Linked DNA regions of Mus musculus: all the other regions are linked to region 2. A link is a contact called in public HiChIP or PLAC-seq data. All regions are on one chromosome and are shown on one strand. Each heading gives the region's core, a stretch centred on a gene start, on an enhancer-like site or on the middle of the called end of the contact. The rest is flanking DNA. Distances are from core to core; before and after follow the strand shown. Region 1 has its middle 28 kb from the start of 4933427D06Rik. Region 2 overlaps Chchd6 (coiled-coil-helix-coiled-coil-helix domain containing 6). Region 3 has its middle 13 kb from the start of Gm36409. Region 4 overlaps Gm36505 (a long non-coding RNA gene).

Region 1 (4,080 bases), core at 1,177-3,676, 390 kb before region 2:
CTAAATATTGCTGTCATTTGAACCTTAAGTGTCACCTAAAGGCCCAGCTTGGCACCATTAAAGGGTGGAAGAACCTTAGAGAAGAATGTCCTAGTTGGAGATTGTTAGGTAGTTGGGATGGAGAGGGATTGTGGGATACCAGCCTCTTTGCCTTGTTTTATTTCCTCCTCATGGTACTCACCTCACAGTCCCACCGTGACAGGCCACCTCAGACCATGGAGCACCCTAGCCGTCTGAGAATGGCCCGGAGCTTCCAAAGCTGAACCTGCACGAACCTTCTCCCTTTATAAGTCAATCGCCTCAGGAGTGAGCTACAATCCTGGTGAGCTGGCAACAGTCTTTACAGGGACACACTTGTGAACGGGCGCTGACTCTGGGAGATAGTTCCAGGGCCACTGCGGCACTTGTCTGTTCCGGAAGTGGGGAGATTGGATGTGACACCCACAAAAACCAGCCTGGGGATCCCCACTGGTCCTCATGCTGTGAAGAGAAGGCCAAGAAAGGGGTAGCACAGCATTTGAAGGCCCGATCTGAGGCGGGAACTCTGAGCTCTGGAGCTTGGGTAGGTTGGGGAAGGAGGACTCTGGTTTAGCCTGCACTGCCCTCATCAGCCAGATATTCCCAAGGAGGGGAGGGGAGCCTGGGCAGAGGCTGCTGAATACAGCACCTAGAAGGCTCGGTTCTCCTGGCAACAGGGACTGAGGGCATCGGCCCCTGGGGAAATGCTTTTGAGTCTGCACGCTCCAGTGGCCCCATCTCATTCAGAACAGAGCCCATGTTAGAGCAGCTGTCAGGCACCTGATGTATCCACTGGGGCCTCCCTGGCCGGCTCTGCTGGCTCCTCTTCTTCCGTATGCTTAGCCTGCCCAACCTTACCTTCTGAATGAAGGGAACAGTCTCCTGCCTGGGACTCCACTGCAATGTCCCCACAGCCAATGCCTGACCTCATCTCGGTACTCTTCTGCCTTCTTGTTGAAGCATTACCTTCTTAGGAGACATTGCATCCCCTGACTCTGAGACTTCTCCCTGACTGCTGCTTGGCCCACTGTCACATCTTACTCATTTTCTGCTTCTGTTTTTGACACAGAATCTTCCTGAGTATCCCTGGATAGCATGAAACAGTGCCACTGTGCAGCTCAGGCTGGCCTCAAACTCACAGTGATCCTCCTGCCTCAGCTTCCTGAACAGTGGGATTAAAGGTGAGAGCCACCATGTCCAGCATTTAGATTATTTCTCCCCAGGGGAATAACAAAGAACTAGAGTGGGCGGGCAGCTCCTCTTTGTCACCTTTGCATGGTGGGAGTGACACCATGGAGGTCCTCATGATAGCCCATAGTGCTCCTGGAAGGAAGGGGATGGATGGATAGGTGGAAGTGTCAGCAGGCAGAGGACTGACAGACAGATGGAGACACTTATACCTACTTGCTGCCTTAGTCTCCCAGTGCTGGTCAGGCGTCTGGGGTGTGTGCTCGGCATGTTTGAAGCCTGGGGTTCTGTCTCTGGCACACGTACAAAACAAGAAAAAAAGGCAAGTAAGAAGAAACACAGTCTCTCCATGAGGCAGCCAAGGGTAAACCCTGTGCCCTCATTGGCAGATCTGCAGTAGGAGCTCAGACAAGCGTCAGACCTGGACACATGGCTTAGTGACACACTAGTGCCAGTTTCCCCCAAGCTGAAGGTAAAATCCCAAGGTAGGGGCTGGAAAGGGTTTAGCAGTTGAAAGCGCGGACAGCTTTTGTAGAGGATCAGGGTTTGGTTGCCAGCATCCATATGGCAGCTCACGGTCATCTGTAACTTCAGCTCTAAGGGATCCAATGCCCCCTTCTGGCCTCCACAGGCACTGCATACATGTGGTTGTATAAACAAACAGGCAAAACACATATACACATAAAACAATAATAACAAGATGAAAACATTCTTTTAAAACCCTGGAGATAACCCTGGTGTATCCATGTGGGTGTGGTCAGGGCTGGGACCTCACCCCCACACACGTACTGCTAATACTTGGGTATCAAACTTTCAGCATACGAGGTTAGACAGTAAGGAGACCCACAGCAAGGCTCATCAGTCAATGGGGTCTCACCTTCCCCTACCTTTTGCCAGTTATGCAATCACACGGATGTTTGGTGGTGCGCATGCTGCGGGTGTGACTACTACCATCTGCAGCTGCTCTACTTTATATAAAGGAGCTTACTGTGGGTGAACTGGCTGACAGCCCAAGGAGCAGACCCGAGATCCCCCCTGAGAAAGACAGTGACCTGTGACAGCAGCTTCAGCGGCGACCGGTGTGTCTCCAGCTTGCATTGTGCCTCAGGTTCTAACAAAGCAAAGGAAGGATGAGTACCAAAGTCCAGCTTGGTGAGTCAGTGCTGGCTGCCAGAAGCATCATTGACTCAAAGCATCTGTACTGCCAGAGACTCCTCTGGGTGACTCGCATCTCTGTCATGGAGGAGTTCCACTCACCGCATGGGTGACTCATGAAAAGCTGTCCCACTAGGGAGTCCCCAGAGAAACTTACAGGCAGTAGCACTACTCAAGAGTCCCAACCCCCACTCAACCTCCCCACTCTCTGTATAACCCACAATTCCCAACTTCCAGTCAACCTTCACACTCTCCATATAGCTCAAGTCACAACCCCAAGTCTACCTACACACTCTCTATATAACTCGAGAATTCTCTACCTGGTGAATTGTTTGGCTTTTCTATAATCTGAGAGAGAGAGAGAGAGAGAGAGAGAGAGAGAGAGAGAGAGAGAGAGAGAGGTGTGTAGCTTTATGTGGGTGATCACAGCTGCTTTGATTCAAGATGTGTGGGTCCCCCTCCTGCAGGTTGAATGTGACCATTAGTATCTTTCTAGGACCCACTTGGCCAGCCCATGGTTTTAGCTAGCCCATGGTTTTAGCTAGCCCATGGTTTTGAGGATAAATGCAAAAGAGACTTTGCTGTGCAGGATACTGCTATCTCATACACTGGTGTCTCTGACACAGTCTGTGGAGACAGGTAGACCGAACATTATTGGCCAAGGACTCAACCTGACAGCACAGCCTTGGCTGGCATAGAAACTTTGTGGCTCTCTCATAGCCACTCAGAGCCCTGGAGCAAAGTGTCCTTGAGATATACACCCTGCAAGTGTGGGGTAGAGGTAGGCTGTGGCTTATTTTTCTCATTTATCCAAGAAGCTATTTTTGCTCATTAAAACCTAGTTACTTGCTGTCTCTAGCCAGGATCCTGGAGTGCTCGCTTGGTTAATTTAAGCAAGCAGAGATTTGACGGAGTAATTTCATTGTCCTTGGGGATTGGCCGGCTGATGCCAAGCCTCACTCTTCCCGTTGGAATGGAGTTAATTTTCGCTGAAATTGCTTCTTAGCAGACAAACACATTCCCCATCATTGAAGGCTTATGTTTCTGCTGCTCTATTATTCCTTAATTTACACACCCAGGCAGTGCAGAATCCATACTCAACAGAAGAGACAGCCCCCTCCCAGTACCGCTGGGTGCAGGGCAGTGAAGGAGCACCAGGCACTCACTCTGCCCCAAGGACCCAGGTAGTGACACTAGTGCTGAGGCGGATTGTCTGACAACTCTACATACTCAAAACTTCCCCTATGCCCTGCTGGGAGCAAAATGCAGCAAGGGGGGGGGGGGCTGAGAGGGAAGAGGAGGATCAACGTGGGTGGAGGGAAGGAGAAAGAGAAGGAAGAAGTGAAGAGAAGGAGAAGGTGGGAGTAGTTGCCTGCCTCTCAAAGACTCGGTTATCTGTGGAGAAGAGGCTAAGGAATGACCCCGGTTAGCATTAACTCCTGCTTTGTCTCTGGTCTGGCTTTATGATGGGACATAAAATATAGAAAGGACTTCCTAAAAAAGGAAGACAAAGACAATTGTCTTTGGAAAGAACCTGCCACTCAAAGAACTTCTGAGTCCCCAGTGAAATTAGCAGGAGTGGGCAGGGTGGAATGGACAGGCTGGCAGGCTAGTGGGGCACAGTGTACTTCAGCGAAGTGTTCAGATAAAGAGCATCATCCAAGACTGGAATCAAAGCCATGGTGATTAAACTAATGTCAGGGTCACTATCAAATGGCT
Region 2 (4,273 bases), core at 1,771-4,270:
GAGAATACTCTCCATCTCAGGTCCACACAGGCCTGGCTGTGTATATTGCTGCAGGCTGACCTCTGGGTACTTCAGGCACTGAGCTCTGAACTCTGGGGACAAAAAAAGGGGAGGGTCAAAAAGTGAATTAGGTAAGCCCATGACAGGGAACAGCTCTGTTGAGACAGCAGGCACATGTAGGCAGCACAGGGAACGGTAGGAAGGGGCTTCCAAAACAGGCAATACTTGTCAGGCTAGGAAGGGCCCCGAGACACAAGCCCAACCCAAACCAGAGTCTTGCAGCCTAGGCTGAGGAATCTTGGCCTTGTCCTGATTTGCAGTGGAAAGACAATGAAAATCTTGCTGTACAACTGGATGCCGGATCATGGGTGGAGTCCAGGAAAAAAAAGTACAATAGTGGGAAGGAAAGACATGGCTTCAGTTCATATAAGAGACTACCAGGCTGCCATGATGGAGGGAGCATCAAGGTGGGCCAGGAAGCACTAGCTCAGTGATATGCGGAGGACACAGTCCCCAGCACTAGGTCACAGGATACTGAATCCCAATGTCAGGGGTCCCTTTTTGGCCTCCCACTACCATACCAGCAGGAAATACTAAGGGATTCACATGGTCAAATCCAGCTGATCTTGGCCTGTGAGGGGAGCACTAAAAAGGAAAACATGGGAATGGTCCTGGAGCAACTATTTATTGAAAACTATTTAACAAAATCCTCTCCAACTGGAACAGGTGACAACTTGCACATGTGATGAAAAGCCACTCCTGGCTCTCCAACCTATAAGTGTCCAGTTAGGAGACTTAATGTGCTGCGGGGACCAACATAAAATACATGTGAGCAGGAAGCACTGCATATTGTGGCTACTGTAGGAATGCACAGAAACTACTCCAAGATACTGATTGAGTCTGGGCTGAAAAGGACCCTAGCAACACTAAAGAGCAAACAACACAAATCAGTAGCAGTAAGCAGCAGTTTAACCACAGGGCTAGCCTTTGACCTGGGTGGCAACTCCCTTTCCTAACAGGGTCTCCCAGCATTTAATTTGACTTCTCTGGCTCAGGTTCCATGCACTGAAGGAGGAAAAAGGGAACAAGCCATTGTCATGAAAAAGCCTAACTTGTATGACCATGGGCTTCAGAACTAAGAATCAACTGTAATATGACTGTTGGATAAAGACTTATACCCCAAACAAATAGAAATCCAAATATCCTGGAAGAAGGTATTTTTGGAAAAGAAAAATCGAAGGAATTAATGTTTATCCCCTGAGGTAAGATGAGGACATTGTAGTTGCATAAGAATTACACTTTTGAGACTTATGTGAAGTACCTGGGGAGAAAGGCCATGGCTGCTGCAAATTGGCTTTTAAGGTGCTTAAGCAAAGAACAAGGCAGAAGCAACCATGCCACGGGGAGGGGTGCTTGCAGTGCTCCTGTGTGCTCCACTCAGGAACCTTCCCCAGCAACAGTGTTGACTTGAGCCTGGCAGACGCTAAATATTGATTCCCTGAATTCAGGTGGCCAGAACCTCAGGGCAGCAAACTCTAACTGCTATCTGTAACTCCACCCAACTTGTGGTACCACTGCTGTGGATGGCCATGCCAGTTCACTGCCCAGTAGGCTGGTGAGAGTCCCCACTTCCTGGACTTGTTTGAGGATGGGACAAAAAGAATGAGAATGAACCACTCACACTATGCTGACCTCTGTATCCCCACTCTGGCTGCATCTCTCTCAAGATTTTTCTCTGGGAGTCCTTGTCACTTGTTTCATCTCTACAAAAGTGCCCTGCTCTGCATCTCAGTGGCACCTCTGGGTAGGCCTCCTGTACTCAACAGAGGTGTCTAATGGACATGCCTGTGCAGCTGTTCTTGCAGCAATAACACGCTTACTCACTGTGTGGCTTGATCTCTTCACTCCTAAAGAACCTGTGGCCATTTGTTGGCATGCCCACTTCTGACTCTGGATTAGCTTCTGCTGGACCCTTTCCAAAAGGTGTTAGGAGTGTTCCTTTCGGATATACAGGTTTTCCACTCCTTTCTCAACTACAAATATACTCTTGATGAAACTTCTTGAAAACACGGCCAGCCCTTTCCTCCTCACATGCCTACCTCGCCCCTACAAAGCCCAGTGTTAGCTTCTCCAGAGAGGAGGACTGACAAGGCTCCCTGGGTGTGGCTCACAAGTCCTGCTACACAGGCTTTCTTGGGTCTACGCTCTCTGCCCCCACAGAATCCGGCCTGCTTCCCACATTCTCTTCCAAGATGATGTAGAGAGGCAGCATGGTGTGGTGAAAGGAGCAGACTCCATCTATCAGCTGCACGGCTTCTGGCAGCTTGCTCAGCCTGTTTCCGAGTTCTTTCATTTGTAGAACACATGTAATATAATCTAGCTTGCAGGGCTGAAGCCAGGATCAGCGATAACTTATGAAAGGGGCCTGGCACATGGTACAGGCTCACAAAATCAGAGTGACTATTGTCTTGTAGGATCCACTCCTCTTGCTTAACACTTCTTAACCATGTGCTGGACATTCTGCCTCATAAGCACATGTCTAAAATTAAGCTCATCACTGGCCCCAAAAGCAGTAGCTCACATGACTTTCTTTCCTTCAATGGTACCATTATTCTCATGGGCTTTCAAGCTCAAATCTCTCTCCAGCTTTCAGGCCTTACAGACTTTAAAACTATCTAAGGCCACACATTTCAGTGAGGTCCCTCAAAATCACATGCCAATTTCTATTCATCCCCACCTCCGATGGCCTATGTGTGAGGCACCTCTGCTGAGGCTGGGCCTCCACCTTTTAGGCTGCCATGGCATCTTGGTCATTCTCCAAACACTGCTTCCACTAAGCAGCCTTCTTGGCAAAGCTCCCTTCTTCCCCTCCAATAACCCAAATGCATTTGTTTCCTGTTTATGTGCACATACTTTCCTCTCTTTACTCTGGAAAATATTTACTAAGCCCCTATTATATGCCTAACACTGCATTCCTGGCCCCCACCGATGAATCACCCTTTCTTAATGACACTGATCAGGACTGTGCTCAACAGCTTTTAAAGGAAGGAGAGAAAAAGCCATAGACACTAGCATGGACTAGTCAACATGGTATGTGCTGTGTGTGCTATGATCTGTGGGAGGGCCCCAGGCCCCAGGAGAAGGGAGAAAGCAGCAGAAGATATCAGGCACTCCCTGGTGGCCTTTCCTCCTCAATGGCTGTCCCTTTTTTTCCTCAAAGTCTAACATACTGACAGGTGAATCTTTCGTAGGTCAGAGAGTGGATCTTGGCCAACCCATGCACCTGAAGTGACCAGTGTCCCACCCCCAAGCTACATATCTTTCAGTCAGGCTGTCTCCACTGTTCAACCTTGTAACCCTCAGATCTGCTTTGCTGTTTTTAATGCAGATAGATCACACATATCTCTTCCATACCTGGCCTCTTTTAGTTCCTTCACAGGGTTTGCAATCTTCATCATTGCTGTCTGCAGCAACATGCTGCTCATTCTTGCTCTTCACTGGATAGATGAATGAATTCCTTGATTCTGGTCTTAGGCTTTCCTGAGCACTGCCCCATGGCTTCTTCTGGAGAATCTTTTGCGTCACTAGGTACATCCATACCTGGTCATAACAGACCTAGACCTCAGTTTCCTGACGCGGCTTTGTCAATGTACTCCCATAGCATCGTCTGAAACTCTCACCTGCTCTCACCTCTCTCATGGTGGCCTTTCTGCTGAGTGTAGGATAGTGTCACCCTGTGAGTGAAGGCCATGCCTCCCTGGTGTGTACATGCTCACTAGCAAGTGAAAACATTGTGGATACACTGATTGACACCCCAAGAGACAAGGATACCTGTGCCTAGTCAGGCAGGCTTTGTGAGTGTGTTAGTAAGATGGCTGATCAGGACTGTCTGGATCTGCTTACAGGCCTTCTTTATCAGAGAAAAAGGAGGAAAAAGGGTTGACCACTCAGGAATAGGCAAGCAGATGTGTACAGACGTCTGTGCTAGGAAAGAGCCAAAGTCTAAGAAGAATACAAACATTTCTGAGTTTTGTGCTTTCTCCAAATTCAGTCTTGGAAGCTAGTTTACAAGCTTTCTCCTCTGTGCAGCTGGCAAGTTTGGGAAAGTGAGATGAGGTCTTACAGAAGTGGGGAGGGGGTTCTTTGTGGCCCATAAACTAGAGCAAGGGTATCAATCAGTTCTCTCTATTCCAGAAGACTCTACAAGGTGGAGCCACACATTGCTTATGCCTCACCACCTCCCCTCCACACCAGAGGATCCATGGCCTGCCCC
Region 3 (4,357 bases), core at 985-3,484, 500 kb before region 2:
GTCCTCACTCCACCCTTACAGATGTACTCACAGGCATCACTTGCCTGAGCCTGTGTCCTCTTCTGTAAAGCGGAGATTCAAGCAGAGCTGTTATGTGAGGGTCATAGCTGGCACCAGCTGCCACAAATTGACACCTTAGATGGACTCATTCTCTCTGTTCTGTAGGCTATGCATTTGGGGTCAGGGCAGAACAGCCAGGGCTTCCTAACTTCTTGTTGTGTGTTGTGCGATTTCTTCTTTGGGCATACTTGAAGAGAGGGAGTGTGTCTCTATGAAGACACTAATTCTGTTGGATCAGATCCCCGCTCAAATTCATGACCTCATTTAACTGAAATTTATTCCTGATAGGTTTTATCTCCAAATATAGTATGAGGTGAGGATATGTTGTGAATGTGAAGTTTGAAGGAGACACAATTAGTTTAGGGTGAGGGGGTTAAGGGGCTGGCCCCTGTGGCATGCAAGCGCCTGAGATCCATGCTATTACAGTTGCCATCTTCAGGCTCTTGCCCCTTCTCCTGTGTGCTGTTTCCAAATGACCTGAGACATGTCTGCATATTAGCAATATCTGCTGTGGCCTTGGGAGGGGAACTAGGACTTGCATGCCAGGGTTTCCCTGGGCCTGTGGTTAGCTTCCCACCTGGGAATCTGCAGGTCTGAAAAGCCTCTGAACCCAGCCTTCTGCTGCCTCCCCATTGGCTGTCCTGACCATCACCTAATGAAAGGCAAGGACCAGGAGGGACGGTTGAACAATCTTGGTTGGAGCTACTTTGCTCTGTACCTCAGTTTGACCATCAGCAACCTGACTTGAAGGTCTGTAGCTCCCAGAAGATAGAATCTGTCAGGGTGGGTGCCAGGAGACTGTGGGGGCAGTGGATACAGGCAGATCCTTGCTAGCCTTATGGGGTAGGTATCAATCTGTGGGCTTCCTCCACCCCCAACTACTCTTGAGCATCCTCAACATATTCTCTGCTGTTCTGATGCCCTGTTGCCTTGGAGACCACTCACAGGCTTCCTGGGGCTGAGGATGGAGGAGACAGTTCTGGGGTACTGGGAGGACAGAGTGACATCTTGGAGCAGCCCACAGGCCTGTACCACATGCCAGTCCTCTGCACCGCAGGAAGACCAAGGCTGAGAGTAGTCCTGTCTGGCTCTGGGCCAGGGCAGGCTCTTCCTAGCTGTTAAGGAGAACTGGAGCTGTCTTCTGTCTTCTACGCTCTCAGTGGGCGTGGAGCCAGCCGTGGCTCAGCTGAAGGGCCAGCAGGGGGCTACAGTGGTGTGGATTGTCAGGGCCTGCGGCTGTCACGCCTCTCTCACGGCTTCTAGCCTTTATTCAGGAGGATATTTCTCTTTCCAGTGCACACCACACACATTGGCTGATTTATAACCCAAACTATTGTTGGAGTTATGTGTGTGTTTCACCACTCTTAATTTATAAGTGAGGAAACTAAGGCACAGAGAGGTTAAAAATCTTGTCTGAATTCACACAACTTAGTAGACAGGTGCAGATGAGCCAAGCAGGCTAATCAGCATTTGTCCCCCTGGGTCCATGGTGTGCCTTTCTGTGAGCTTAGCCACCCTGGGGTCATAGTCTTTGGTGGAACATAGAGCTGTAGAATAGGGCCTAGGAAGGGTGGAGGTTGGCCTTGGACTTCTGCTCCCTCCTGCTGTGGTGGACACTGCGCTAGTTGCTTCTCAGCCCTGTGACGCCAAGCTTTGCTCAGCCTGGGCATGGCTGAGACAAGACACCACCTGAGATTCCTTATCTGAAGCACTCTGCTCATACAGTCTCATCACCAGACCCTGCCTCAGAAAACGGCCCTCAGGCGGAAGCCAGCCTCGGAGCGGCATGCCAATGCTTCCATTTCAGCCAGCTCTTGCAGCCTTTGCTCTAGCTTTCTGCTCCACACAGAGGCTCGCTTCACCCTGAACGTGCCATGGTCTGCCCTGTGACTTCCTGAATCGTCCCTTCCTCCTTCAGTGACGAACAGGCTCCCTTTCCTGAGCTCTGCTATAGACATTTGTCATCTGATCCTGGGTCCTGTTTGTTCCCTGATCAAATCATTTTTGTACCAGGAACAAGAAACCCAGTGAGGCTCCGCAGGCTGAGAGCAGAAGGCCTGGGTCCACTTATCCCAACCAGAAAGGTGGTGCCATCTCATTGTAGAGGGGAGGACCACACATCTGGTCTCCTGACCACGTCACGCTGGCACATACGTTCAGCCTGACTCCTTGCATTCTTTGGGGATAGTCTCACACATATTTCTAGACTCCAGATTTCTGCCTGTGAATGTCTGGAATGTGGCTAGGGAGACCAGCCACTGAAGCCAGGCCACAGATTTGCTTACATGACAGACTGCAAACACCCCCCCCCCTTTTTTTTTTCCCCATGACTGGCCTGGAAGTGTCTCTAAGAGTGGGTTTGGGAGAGGGGACATCAGTCAAGCATAGGCAATGAGGAATGTTGGAACAAACTTGGAGCTGCTGGTCCCAGGTGGCACCGCCCCACTGGGAAAGGTGCTTTGAAGTGGCACCACTAAGGTGAAAATGAGAGATGGAGGAGACGCTGGATGCTAGGGTACCTTGCATTTTGAGTGCAGCCAGCCCTCCCCAGGCTATAGATGGGTCTGAGTGGGAGTCTGATGCTTATAACAGAAAGATGGACCCGCACATTCTTGTGGTAGGCAGGGACAGGGCCTGTGTGGTCAGAGTCATGTCCTCTGTATGGTGGTCACCTGGCTGTGCCTGCAGACTACCTCCTCCCTGTCTCCTCTTCAGGGCCCTGTTGCGATTCCTGCTTTTCTCTCTCTCTGGCTGCTGCCCTTCCTGATTGAGGTGGCCACCGTTTCCATCTGTGGCTAAATCTGACGCCATATCCTCTCTTGTTTTTCTACCCCCACTAACTGCTTCTGTGGCCGAGTCATGTGTCCTGGCTTCCCTGCAGGTAAAGTGGTCATCTGACTTGCTTCTGACCAATGGAAGGAAAGGGAGGCTTTCCTGGGGCAGGCAGAAATCTGGCTTTCTGCATAAAGTCATGGAGTCTCATAAGTTTTTCTCTCCCTTTCCTGCCTGCCTCTCCCTTTCCATCTTCCCCTCCCTGGGGAGTGGAGTTCAGGATCCCATGCGTGCTGAGCTGAACAATGTATCTGTGTTGCATCCAGCCTGCTTTCCGGTGCTGTGGACATGCCATGCCTGCAGTCACAGTGGCTGCAGAATGGCTGGTAGCAGGATGAAAAGCTTGTTGGTTGAGCATCAGGAAAAAGACCTGACAATGTAGTACTGGACATCTTGGTTGAGGAAATAAAGAAATCAAGCTGGGGTTGGGCTCAAAGCTCCCTTCCTGCTAGCCAGTGCCAGAAAGTGCTATGCAGGCTGTTGGGCGAGAATTGTCACCAACTGGCTTACTCAGTTTCAGACTCTATGCCATAGGAGTGACCAGCCAGGCAAGAGGTGATAGTGGCAGGTCTGTTACAGGAACCATCATCTCTTTCTGACTGGAATTAGTGCCTGTTCCATGGGATGCAATTCAGGTCTTGTACTGTAAGTGAAGTCAAAAGCCCATGGCCTGGGAGGCCATAGGTCCTAGTGTGGAAGAGGTGGGGCAGGGGGAGAGGATGGCTCACTGGGAAGAATGGGACAAGAAGATCACAATGGGGAGGGGTGTATATATTTGAAATACATTAGGTATGATTTGCCAAAAAATGAAATATATTGTTCTGTATAATTAATATATGCTGATAAGATAGGTTGGAAAAGAAGTAAGATTGATCAGAAATGAAAGTTCAGGACAAAGAAGAGAGGGAGGCAAGGAGGATGGTCTAGGGGAGAGAACAGCCAAGGACATCAGGCCCATCCTAGGAGCTGTATCTTTGAAGTGGCTCCACAGGCACCCCTGCTCCACAATCCACATGCTCAGAGCTCCAGAGGGTGGGCATCCAGAGGGGCAGAGTCTGACTTCCCCAGTCAAGTCTGGAGAGCTTTACAACTCCTGTCCCCAGAAGCTACAAAGAGGAACATGTACAGCATGTGACACAGGCTGGCCCCTCCTGCATCCTTGAGAGGGACTTTCTTTTTTCTTTTTTTAATTGGATATTTTCTGTATTTACAATTCAAATGTTATCCCCTTTCCTGCCCCCCCCCCCCAAGCCTCTATCCCATTCCTTCTCCCCCTGCTTCTGTGAGGGTGTGCCTCACCCACCCACCTACTCCCGCCTCCCCACCCTTGATTCCCCTATACTGAGGCATCTATTGAGCCTTCATAGGACCAAGAACCTCTCCTCCCATGGATGCCTGACAAGGCCATGGAAGGGACTCTCTTACTATACTAGTCTGTCTACTTGGGAAAGTGTTGAACAGGAAG
Region 4 (4,161 bases), core at 1,040-3,539, 480 kb before region 2:
CTAGAACTGTGACCAGGGCAAACCTCCCCTAACACAGGCTCAGAACTGTGCCAGCAGCTGGAGAAGGAAGGAAGGTCAGAAGGGTGGCTAGAGGGATAAAGAGAGCAGGGTGTATGGGCTCTCAGAAGAGTGGAGGCACTGCTCTTTAGGGGCTCTGTCCAGGATGGGAGACAGGGCCGGGGTACTCTTAGCCACTACCTGGGGAATCTATGACCTGTTTGGGGCAGGCAGCTTGGCTGGACTCTCATCACCTGCATACATCCCACAGACTGCCCCAGCCATAGGCTGAAGTCCTGTTGTGATGAAGACCTCAGTAGATGTGTATGTGGGGGTCTTCCTCTTCCCCCATGGGCTGCTGCCCTCCCTCTCCTGCCCCACCCCAGCTTCCCCTCTGATAGGCACCTCATTAGCAGAGTATCTGTAAATAACACCAAAGAGTTAGAGTTACAACAAGGTAGCTCATTAAAGCCACTTCGCTGCTTCACTTCCCAATTAGTGTTTCTGCAAGCAGCTGCCAAAGCTGCCTGTGACAGGGCACCTTGGCATGGCATGGGCCTTCCAGGGCGATCCCCAGGGAGGATGCAGACTGCAGAGGAAACCCTCTACCACCCTCCCGTCAGAATCCTGGGTGGCCATCTGCAAGCACCATGAAGCCTGGGCACATGTGTCCACCACGGGGAGAGCCGGCACCTCAAGTTTGTGAAGGTGGCTCAGATTCAGGCTTCGTTGACAGTTTGTCCCTCCACTGACCAGTATTCTGGCCTCTCCCTGTGGTGTTTTTAGCTCTGGAATTCCATTCCAGATCACATTGTCAAAATTCAACCGAGGTGGCTGGAGAGGTGGTTCAGTGGTTAGTGCTCTCATAGAGGCCCTGGATATGTTCCCAGCACTCACAGGGCAGCTCACAACCCTGTGTAACCCTGTGAGTGCCACAGGACCTGACACTCTCTTCTGGCCTCTGTGGCACCAGGTACACATACATACATGTAGGCGAAACACTCATACACATAACGATGAATTTAAAACCTCACCTGCTTCGTGTCTCTCCTGGTAGGTCTTCCTCTTCCGTATGGATGACCTGAGGTTTTCCATTGCAGCTTCTGGGGACAGCTTTTGACCCAGTGGGTGCTGAAGGCACCAATGACTGCAGGGAATTTAAGTACAGAGTGGAGAAAAAGAACGTTGTAGAGAGGACAGGAGACAGAGGAGTGATGTCCCTAAGACAAACCACCTGTCTTCTGCTTTTGCAGAGGAACACTAGGAAACAAGTCGAGAAGGCTTTGCCCACTAGCTCCGCATCAAACAGCTGGAAGGAGTCACTGCACAGACCTGGGCCAAGCCCCCTCTGGAGCCTGTCCTGGAGTTGGGCTGAAGTAACAGTGGCTCTCACCTGTGCCAGCAAGATGAGGATGAAGAGATCCTCCAGTCCACCCTACCCTCCGCACAGTCCAGCCCACTTCTGTCTTTCTCTAGCTTGCTTTCGACCCCTGCTCTGCATGTCCCAGATTTTGCTTTCTGCTTCACTTTGGGAGGGAAACATCTCCCAATTTCTCTCCCTCTTTCTGAATCAATAGCTTAGCTGGGCAAGGCAGAAAATGAAATTTACACTCAATGGTTTCCACGGCAACCAGGGGGTGCTGAGCTGCTTTCTCCTGCTCTTGGGGGCATGTTCTTCCTGAGAGAAAGCAGGTATCAGAAGTCTGCAGCTTGAGGTTGGGATGGAGTTTAAACAGAACTGAGACTGAGCCCCATCCTCATCCCCTCCCCACCCGCCCCCACCTTTCCCCTTGGCTCTGAGCATGAGGGATAGGTGCCCTCTGACCTCACTAGCTCGGGAAAGGAAGCTTCAGGAACCATTATCTTCAGTTGGCCAGAGTGGTGCCTTCTCTACCTCTGGGTTTAGGTGGGCACTGCACTAAGTGCTGGAAGGATTTTATTTATTTATTTTTATTTCAATTGTCAGAGGAAGGCATTATTATTGTTTTGTTTTGTTTGTTTGTTTTATTTTGTTTGTTTATTTATTTTCCAAGACAGAGTTTTTCTGTGTAGCTCTGGCTGTCCTGGAACTCACTTTGTAGATCAGGCTGGTCTTGAACTCACAGAGACAAATGCTGGGACCAAAGGCATGTGCCACTATGCCCAGCTGGGAAGCATTATTGCTAACCTGCATGCTATCCCATGGGGGAAAGCAAGTCCTGGAAATATTAACCTTGTAGCATGGCTCAGAGTCAACACCCTGCAGACAGGAGCCTGGGACTGGGACCTGTGGTCACGATGGGAGTGTAGCATTCCATGCTACAGGCAACCCAGGGATGTGCAGACTCATTTCCTGCCTCTCCAGTTCTCTGGATTAGACAAGGCTGAAAGCCCGGCTCTGCAGCCCTTTGCAGCCCGAGTACATGCCATCTGAACCACACTTCCTTAGCTGAGCACTGACTGGAGGGGTGAACAGTGTCCGCTGTGTAGGCACAAAGTCCTCAGGCACTGGGGTGCAGCCTGGTGTGCAGCAGTTCTCAGTATTGGTGGCCGTCCCACTGGCCACAGGGCTAAGAGGTGCCCAGCATGAGCCAGTCACCTGCTCACACATGCCCTGCTGTGTGTGGTGGGTGCTGTGAGAGGCACCAGCTGTGGGAGTCGAGAGGAGGTAGCTGTCAGAAAGATCTGGGCTTCAGGAGGCTTTCTGGGGAAGCTCTGGGGCAGCCAGGACAGAAGGCACTTGAGGCAAAGGCTGACAGAGGGAAGGAGTGAGTTTTGGAAGTCTGTTAGAGGAGCGTGGGGCAGGCTGAGGTTCAGGTATACTGCATGTCATCTCTGCCCACACCGTATCCACGCTCTTTCCACAGCTGAGCGGGTTTTCTGTGGTTGGCACTACCCACTAAGTGTGTGAACGGGTGCACAACCTGGTCTCAGCCCAGGAGAGGCTCACACCACTCCGGCTGTTGTGGTTGGTTGAGAATTGGGCACAGGCCTATTGGCTCTGGGTGAGTGGAATCCTTGCTTATAAGGTGGTGAGAACATGGCCAGCCTGGGCTTTGGGAAGGTTCTAGGGTAGTCGAGGAAGGAGACTTGCCGTGGGGGACAGAAGTTTGATGGATGAGTGTGGGTGGACAGGCAAGTTACCAATAGCTCGTGTCCTTTATGAGCTACCTGGAAACCTCTTTGGCAGGAGTGAGAAAACTGGGCTATCCCAAGCCTGAAGCTCGAGTGTGCCCTCCTGGGAACAAAGCTACCACAGAGAGAAAAGTGGCAAACGAGTCTTGGATGCGTTCCTAAACCCACCCTGAAGCCCAAGGATTTCCTGGCACAGTGTATCTCCTTAGTTTCACTCATGTTCGTGAGGTCTGGGATCACGTCTTTTACATTGGAAAGACCTCATTAGACCAGAGGGCAGAGAGGGTAGCAGACATCAGACCGTAGGGACCGGAATCTCAGTGAGGGGCTCTGGGTGAGTGGAATCCTTGCTTATAAGGTGGTGAGAACATGGCCAGCCTGGGCTTTGGGAAGGTCCTAGGGCAGTCGAGGAAGGAGACTTGCCATGGGGGACAGAAGTTTGATGGGTGAGTGTGGGTAGGCAGGCAAGTTACATTAGCTTCAGACCCCTGCTGTGACAGATCACCTCAAATCCAGAGAGGCCAGGGCTGAAGTGGGCACAGAGACCCAATCAAGCTGTCAACTGAGGGACTTTCTATACAGAAGCCTGCTTGGTCAGTGTCCATAGACTGCCTGGCTTCAGGCTTGTGGTTCCAACCTTGGCTTCTATCTCAGGATCTTTCCTTTCTGATTCTGGTCTCTGAGAAACACCATAAGATAGCCTTGCTCATGTGGAAAGTCCAGGATAGTCTTTGAGGCTCAAGACCTCAAACCCAGTCACACCTACAAAGCCTCTTTTCAGCTTAAACTGGCAAGTGCCCAGGTCCAAGGATCCGGATGTGGACATCTTTGGTGGGCACTACGTTACTGACCACATGGGAAGAAGGGTTAGAGGCAGCAGTGGGCAGGAGATACAGAGAGAGGCCAAGGGCTTGAGCATAGAGGTCCTGTAGACTGGGCACTGATTCAAAGCCCAGCCCTACGATCTCTGGGGAGTGGCTGCCTGAGGCCACTGCCTACACAGTAGCCTTTGATGAGGCCATTGCTGAGTCCTACCCTTACATTTCTGTC

Evidence for each region. HiChIP or PLAC-seq counts read pairs in DNA pulled down with a chosen protein or histone mark.
Region 1: an HNF4G HiChIP or PLAC-seq map of pancreatic cancer cells shows a contact between it and region 2. The contact joins two enhancer-like sites. A contact is called at or near these places in 1 of 484 Hi-C or Micro-C datasets (bone marrow-derived macrophages), 2 of 115 datasets of contacts at active chromatin or transcription factors (large pre-B cells and pancreatic cancer cells) and 1 of 9 other capture datasets (embryonic stem cells).
Region 3: an HNF4G HiChIP or PLAC-seq map of pancreatic cancer cells shows a contact between it and region 2. The contact joins two enhancer-like sites. A contact is called at or near these places in 8 of 484 Hi-C or Micro-C datasets (the G1E-ER4 cell line, bone marrow-derived macrophages, cerebellum and 5 more), 4 of 115 datasets of contacts at active chromatin or transcription factors (cardiomyocytes, embryonic basal ganglia, embryonic stem cells and 1 more) and 1 of 9 other capture datasets (embryonic stem cells).
Region 4: a contact with region 2 is called in a FOXA1 HiChIP or PLAC-seq map of pancreatic cancer cells. The contact joins two enhancer-like sites. A contact is called at or near these places in 16 of 484 Hi-C or Micro-C datasets (the 63-12 cell line, bone marrow-derived dendritic cells, bone marrow-derived macrophages and 10 more), 3 of 115 datasets of contacts at active chromatin or transcription factors (embryonic basal ganglia, embryonic stem cells and pancreatic cancer cells) and 1 of 9 other capture datasets (embryonic stem cells).

What each region holds. Positions count from the first base shown.
Region 1 is chr6:89,066,040-89,070,119 of GRCm38.p6, forward strand. No RefSeq gene overlaps it. Among named protein-coding and RNA genes, the nearest start is that of 4933427D06Rik, 28 kb to the right of the region's middle. Within about 2 kb of position 2,427, at least 15 of the 459 cell types and tissues checked have an H3K27ac peak or open chromatin away from gene starts, as enhancers often do. A contact at or near this core is called in pancreatic cancer cells, where this site is marked.
Region 2 is chr6:89,459,596-89,463,868 of GRCm38.p6, forward strand. The region is part of intron 5 of Chchd6 (coiled-coil-helix-coiled-coil-helix domain containing 6); the gene reads right to left. It overlaps Gm46966 (a long non-coding RNA gene), which reads left to right. Exons shown (of 4, transcript XR_003956465.1): 4 at 1,056-4,273. Among named protein-coding and RNA genes, the nearest start is that of Gm46966, 8.5 kb to the left of the region's middle. Within about 2 kb of position 3,021, at least 27 of the 459 cell types and tissues checked have an H3K27ac peak or open chromatin away from gene starts, as enhancers often do. A contact at or near this core is called in bone marrow-derived macrophages and pancreatic cancer cells, where this site is marked.
Region 3 is chr6:88,958,892-88,963,248 of GRCm38.p6, forward strand. No RefSeq gene overlaps it. Among named protein-coding and RNA genes, the nearest start is that of Gm36409, 13 kb to the right of the region's middle. Within about 2 kb of position 2,235, at least 73 of the 459 cell types and tissues checked have an H3K27ac peak or open chromatin away from gene starts, as enhancers often do. A contact at or near this core is called in bone marrow-derived macrophages and pancreatic cancer cells, where this site is marked.
Region 4 is chr6:88,982,747-88,986,907 of GRCm38.p6, forward strand. The region is part of intron 1 of Gm36505 (a long non-coding RNA gene); the gene reads left to right. Among named protein-coding and RNA genes, the nearest start is that of Gm36505, 6.1 kb to the left of the region's middle. Within about 2 kb of position 2,290, at least 22 of the 459 cell types and tissues checked have an H3K27ac peak or open chromatin away from gene starts, as enhancers often do. A contact at or near this core is called in pancreatic cancer cells, where this site is marked.